Linked DNA regions of Pan troglodytes: region 1 is linked to region 2. A link is a contact called in public Hi-C data. All regions are on one chromosome and are shown on one strand. The core of a region is the stretch at or near the end of the contact, and the rest is flanking DNA. Distances in the headings are between cores, read along the strand shown.

Region 1 (3,248 bases), core at 423-2,922, 140 kb after region 2:
AGCCAGCCTGCTCATCATGCTCAGATAATGCCTCAACTCTGCTTTTCAAAAATCCATTAGTGGCCACCTCCTCATCCTCCCACTTTGTTCCCAACAGCGACTAAAAAGAAGCAAATTGACTAATTTGAATTGATCTTTTCTCTGACCCTATGGAGGTGTTAGTGAGCAGAATAGGGTAAGGGGACCAAGAAAAGAAGTAGAAAGGAGGAGGAATTCATCTTCATCATCCAGAAACACTGATTTAACAGCATGGATTACACCATAGCTCTCTGGTGGTAAAATGCAGCTTTACAGAGACCTGAGTCTGCTTCTTCTAAGTGAAAACTGTATTTCCCCTGCTACCTTCCCTTTGGAACTCTTGGGGTGGAACTCTTGGGGTGGAATATGTATATGTGTGTGTATATATATATCTATATATGCACACACACACACACAGGGTTTTATGTACGTGTGTATGTACATATGCATGTACCTACGTGTGTGTATATATGGGTATATATGTGTGTATGTATATATGTGTACATTATGTAGAATTTATTCTAGAACCTAGCTCAGAGCATGGTGCAGTTGACCTCCCATCACCCCTGCTGGCTGCAAGATGAATGGATGGGCTAGACTTAATCTTTCACCTGCACACCTCCCCAGTTGTGCCAAGATCTCTGCACTTCATGGTACTGGATGTTCACAAGCTCCAGGAGGTAGCCTGGGACCAGGTACAGAAGATGAGACTGAAGCTCAGGGAGGAAATGGCTTGGCCAAAGCCCACAGCTGTGAGGACATCAGGATCCAAACTCTGGTCTAATTGTCCCCTCTTTCACTGTTCATGCTGTGTATCACCCTCTCCGCAAGCCGATGGGGCTTCAGGCAGACCAAGGAGGAAATTATGAAACTAAGCATTGTGTTTGGACTTGAATCTCACCTGGACTCCAAAATGCAGGACCGGGCAAGCAGTGAGGTCAGAGCAGCATATGTCTAGAAGCCCTCGGAAAGCTACATCTTTCCCTTCGGGTGTCCGCTCACATGCTTTCAGGGATGGGGAACTCACCACCTTACAAGGAAGCTGGTTCTACTTCTAGAGACCGGGCAGCCATCCCTCCTTACAGAGTCATCTCTAAACCTAACCATGCCTCAGTTCTAGTTGGCATAAACATCTCAACAGCGAGGGGCTTTGGGGTGGGTGCTTTGCTCTGATGGAGTCTTTTGGAGACAAGGGCAGCTCTGTCACATGCTCTTTACCAAAATGCATTTAGAATCACTTGCCCTCCTTACAGCCAGGGCTCTCTGGTTTCTTGTTCTTAGGGGCCCTATTTGTTCTTCCTAATGGGCTGGGCTGGGGACAGACATATGACCTGGGGCTCTTCTCTTCTTCCTCTAAGGAGAAGTAGACCTCAACAAGTGCTTTCTCTGACCCCATTCTCTCCAAAACCCTGGCTGCACCCAGGGGGGAGTGAGCATTCCCTTTTATATCAGGAGAAATTCAAAAGGACTGTTTAAAAAGAGAAAGAGAGAAGATGCTGGGAAGAGGGAGTGAAGAGAGAAAGGGGCAGTGTTCTTTTTAGAGGCAGCATCCTCTTGCCCTGCTCCTGCACTGAGGCAGTTTCGAGCACACTCTCATCCTGGCCTGGGCTCTGTAGTCCTCCATGTCCTCAGAATCCACACCAAAGACTACCTCCCCAAGGAAGCCTGACTTGATAGCCCAGCTGGAAAGAGTTCCTTTCTCCTTCAAAACCCCACAGTGCTGCCCCTCTGTGGCACTTTCTTGGTACAACAAGGATGCAGATTTAAAAATAAATAAAGAGGGAGAGAGGGAGAAAACCAAAAAGTGACCATGATATCTGGGGTAACTTGGATTCTAATCCAAACTGCCACTGAGTCACCAGTTAACCTTGGTCAGCCCTCCTCCCTTCATCGTAACTATGAGGGAATTGGGCTTGATCATGCAGCCTCTTCCATCTCTGAACTTGTCTTTAAGATACCCAACTCCCAAAAGAGTCCTTGAGGGCTGTTGAATCCCACATGGCCTGGCAGGACCCTGGTGTGGAGTTTGCACTTAAATCACCACCAACAGGAAGCCCCGCTGGAGGGAGGTAAATTACCTCTCATCTCTTCATAGCAGGCAAGGCCTCTGTCGGCCCTCAACAGACAACAGCTGATCTGGCTCACAGAGTGAAAGGGGCTCAGCGTGTACCCTACCCTCCTGGCTGCAGGCCTTAATGAGGCAGCTACCAGCCCTGTGCTGAGAGCTCTGGCGCAGCTACAATGTTCAGTCCTCTCTCCTTCTTCCAACCCTGTCTTTGTTCCTGCTTTGGGTTGGAATCTAGGAGAACCGGCTTGGCAGGGGGTTTTGGCCTAGGCCTGATGGCAAGCCTGCCTTTCTCTGTTTGGAGCTGTAAGCTGGCAGCACACTGGCCCCAGGATGGAGACTGCACTGACCCGGTAGTAGGCAGAGTCCGGGGGTTGGGGCCAGGTGCACACTGGCAGAGGAGTTATGAAGAATCGTGACTGCTGAAACCAACTTGGCCAGTGTTTCCTCTAAGGACCCCACTTGGTCATCGGTGCTCCTCTTAGGACCTCCTTTCTCATACCTCAGCTCTTTCCTGTCTCCAGACCCAAAGGCTTGACTATGCTGCAAATCAAGGAAGAAGGGGAACAGCCATCTATCAATTGTCTTCAGTTGCTGTAATGTGTAATACAAGGAGCCTAGAAACTTGATGACATTTGCAGAGGCATACATAGCTAGTTTCAGGACCCCCATAAAACAAATACTGTATATGTGAGTGGGCTTCAGGTAAGATTTGCTTTAACTGTGGTCTTGATATAATCCTTTGTAGTGCTGCGGTTAAGAGCCCAGGCTCTGGAGCCAGATGCTCTTGGGCAAGTTTTCAAACCTCTTCACAGGACAGTTTCCTCATCTCTAAAATGAGAAGACTAATAGCACCAACCTTGTAAGGGTTCTGGGATCACTACCTGAGTTAATACAGGCAAGCATTTGGAAAAGTGCCTGGGGCACTGTAAGGACTCTGTGATTGTTAGCAATTTTTATTTTGACTTAAAGCCTCGGTTGAATTTTCTATTAGAAGCAAGCGTCTGCAGTACAACGTAGGTTCAAACACTTGCTGACCATTTATGAAGCATCTCCTGGATGATTGAGTTGCAAAGCCGAGGCCAGCATCCTGACAGATATCAGGATGAACACCCGGCAGACATCCCTAGTGTGTGACACCATCTGTGCCCTTCAGACAACCAAG
Region 2 (3,574 bases), core at 427-2,926:
TGAGCAATGCACACCACAGCCAGAGGCCCTGACAGACTCTGGGACCAACCTTATTAATGGCAGGCCTGAGAAAACACCCAGAAATGATATCTACTATTTATAGAGTAATTACATAGTGCCTGCCATTGTTATGAGATTTTTTTCATATATTATTTAACTGTAATAACGGTCCAATGCAGCAGATACTCTTAGCCCCATTTTTCGGATAAAGAAAGTGAAGCAAAGACACGCTGAATGAATAAGTTGTCCAAAGCCACACTGCTACGAAGTGGTAGAGCGAGTTTTTGCATCTCAACAGTCTGTTCTGGATCTTGACTTTGTACTGCTGTCTCTCTGAATATTGGACTTACTTTCCAGTGAAGTAAAAAGACATATAAACAGTTGATTCGAAAGCAAGGTGGTAGGCCCAGCGATGGAGGCATGAAGATGTTAACGCAAGGAGTCGGATGAAGGACACCTTCCTTAACTTGGTGGGTGAGAAAAGACTTTCTGCAGGAGCTGAGGGATTACATCAGGAGTTCCTAAGCATTAGTGCGCATGCGAACCACTTAAGGTATACATAAGATCATGCCACTCTCCGCCTACGCCTACTGATGACCTCCCATTGCAAGCAGCATACAAACCCAACTAGTCCTTCCAGATCCAGCCTTCCCTGTCTTTTCTGATCCCATCATCTTCGACTTCTGTCTTGCCCGCTAGCTGGCTATCTCTCCAGCCTTCTCTGTGTCTTGGACCTGCCAACCTCATTCCAGTCTTGGGTCCTTTGCACTTACTGTTCTTCTTGTTTGGAGTGCTCTCCCCTCATAATAACCACCTTCTCCCTGTCCTCCACAGCTAAGCCCTCTTCAGACCAGCCTCCCATTCCCTCTAGCTGACATAGCTCCGTTCCAAGCCATTCTTTATCACAGTGCCCTATTTATCATCTTCAAAGCCCTCGTTAGTACCTGAAATTATCCATCCATCATTTCTGCATCTATCTGTCTGTCTGTGTGTTTGTCACTTGTCTCTCCCCACTAGACTGTAAGCTGCTGGGGGCAAGGCTGTGTCTGTGCACACCATATCCCAGAGTCAACTTCAGTCCCTCTGTCAGTATCGGGTAGATTGCCTGGGAGCTTCCGAAGGAGGATTTCCAACTGCTCAGGGAAAACTTCCTGGAGGAAGGAAGACTGGTGTCGGGACCAAGTGATATGAATTTAGGAAAGAGAAGATGTATATGGCAGCGGGGGGTTGGCCTTCTTTTTCGTCTAAAGCAGCAATTCAAATTAAAAAATAAAATAAAATAAAGGACGGACATCACCGTGAGGTGCTCTGAAGTGCTAGAATGGAGGAGTATCAGACAAGGAGCCCAGAAACCTGTGTTATTGCCCCACCTCTTCAACTAATTTATTGAAAGACCTTAGGTAACCTCTGTCCCCTCTGGACTGCAGTTTGCCCATCTGAGAAATGAATGGTTGGGATCGTATTGGTCTCTAAACCACCCTTCAGCGCTCAGATTCCAGAAGGATACATTTTGACCATCCTTGTCCAATCACTGCCTCTAGCCAGGGACACACACTCAGCTCTGTCACCATGGAACAGATGTGTCAGCGGCAGCAGGAATTGTTTAATCTGAGCCTCCACCTGGTCCCTCCAGTTTGCTCTAGGCTTCCTCGCCCTAGAATGTGGTTATTAACTCCGAGTGACCACCAGGTGGCGCCGTTCCCCAAGGCACTGTGTATCCTCCAGAAGGTCATTTGAATGCCCTTGGAGCTTGATGACACGCAAATAACCCAGACCGATGTTCAGTAAATATGTTGGGGTGCTAGCTCTCAGGGGATGAGAAGGCATTGCTACATAACCAGATGTAGAGAAAACTGAAACGTGGGAAAAGCTGAGAAGAGCAGCCTCCTCTCCGAGTTTATACAGCCAGACCTGAGGGGGTGGAAGGGGTGGGGACTGCGTTTCTCCGTGGGTGCTCATTCCTGCCCTGTGGTCCCCACGTCCCCACCCGGGCCCCTTGACCCCACCGTCACCTCGTGAAGTTTCTTTCCACAGCTGTGAACTCGAGGCCACGAGGATTTTGCAATCTTCATTTTTGGAGAAAACACAAGGCAGTTGTTGCTCTGACCCAGGGGCTCTGGCCTGCGGGCCCTGCAGCTGTCTCTACAAGAGGCACATGGAGGCAGGGGCTGGAGAGAGGAATGAGCAGGGACCATCGCACTCGAGATTTGTTCTCGCTCTCTGACAAATTCAACAAACATCCACTTAACCCTTCATCTGTGCCAGGTGTCCTGTGCCTCAGGCAGAGCTGATGCCGCCTTCCAGAATTCTCTGACCAGCAGGCAGACAGATAGGTCCATAAAAAGGGGTGACAGGGCTCTACAGGTGACAGGACAGTCTAAGGAGGGTCCACCGAGGCTGGAGTGGCTCAACCTAATTCCCACAGAGACTCGGGCCGGTCAGGAAGACTCATATAACAACTGACACGTGAGCCAAGCATTGCAGGAGGACACTAGGAGGATGAGGGCTCTATCCATGTAGGAGGGCAGTGGGAAAAAGGCATGGCCATGAGAGAGTCGGGGTTTGGAGGGGCTGAACATGTATTGGGGTAGCTGGGACTTAGATTTTAAAAGAAGAGTTAGATACCACAGAGGCAGGGAGGAGCCGGGGAGGTAGGAAGCACATAGACCCGGTGTATGGAGTGGTCCGTAGCTCTGCATTATCCCAGAGCAATGATAGTTATCTGGTCATCATAGGGCTTTCAGCTGGAGAAGGAAGGGATCAAACAGCTTAGGAGAGTGGCATGGCTGCACCCTGATGCAGAGATGGGTTGGGAGGCTGCATGGGATCAGACCAGAGCCAGACTCACAGGTAGGAGCTTTGCCGAAAGTCGATGCAGCCTGACTTAGGGCCGTGGCCACAGGATAGAAAGGAGGCAGCAAATGAGGATCACCGCCTGGCAACAATATCAACAGAGGAAAAATAAGCCCCATTGGTGGTGACACTTATTTTTTTCGTAAATCCACAGGAGAGAAATCCTCAAGATGTAATTTATGTGTAAATCAGTTTGTATTTTCACTGGCTAACAGTGGAGGATATTTGAAGATCTTGTCTTCCTATTTCTTTGTTCACTGATTTTTTTCTGTTGAAATTGTTTGAAAATCCCATGTTTAATATGACTCGGGATTGTCCCATCTTCAGCTGTTTGCATAGTGTCATTTCCTATTTCTCAGGAGTAGCTGGCTTCAACGAAGCATCCAAAACAAACAGATGAGATGAAGCCAGAATCAAAAGGCCGAAAAAAATGTGATTATGAAGCAGTGTGGGTCGTGGGACCAGTTTCCCTTCACAGTTGTTTTTACTTACTGTTTGCATCAATTCTCCAAGCGGTGTAGATCGCCCCCTCTCCCCACCCACACTCACTCTAACCAGAGACACAGCTCGGACTCAGGGAGACAAGCCAGCCGCTGGACACTTAAGAAGGGCTCCTTCCAAGTCCCATCACTCTGCATCTGCTGGATCCATCTGGGCCCTGAACTCTTTACAAGACCATTGCACAGGCCACAGCGGCTCCTCCAACTAGCAGAGTTCTCCC

The links. A called contact is a pair of places that touch in the nucleus more often than the background predicts.
Region 1: a contact with region 2 is called in a Hi-C map of induced pluripotent stem cells, with 5 times the contacts expected there. The contact joins two enhancer-like sites. A contact is called at or near these places in 5 of 7 Hi-C or Micro-C datasets (blood, induced pluripotent stem cells, a lymphoblastoid cell line and 1 more) and 1 of 1 other capture datasets (stem cell-derived neural stem cells).

What each region holds. Positions count from the first base shown.
Region 1 is chr12:106,262,684-106,265,931 of NHGRI_mPanTro3-v2.0_pri, forward strand. All of the region lies in intron 2 of CYRIA (CYFIP related Rac1 interactor A), which reads left to right. Among named protein-coding and RNA genes, the nearest start is that of CYRIA, 48 kb to the left of the region's middle. Within about 2 kb of position 1,673, at least 7 of the 24 cell types and tissues checked have an H3K27ac peak or open chromatin away from gene starts, as enhancers often do. A contact at or near this core is called in induced pluripotent stem cells, where this site is marked.
Region 2 is chr12:106,125,700-106,129,273 of NHGRI_mPanTro3-v2.0_pri, forward strand. No RefSeq gene overlaps it. Among named protein-coding and RNA genes, the nearest start is that of CYRIA, 89 kb to the right of the region's middle. Within about 2 kb of position 1,677, at least 7 of the 24 cell types and tissues checked have an H3K27ac peak or open chromatin away from gene starts, as enhancers often do. A contact at or near this core is called in induced pluripotent stem cells, where this site is marked.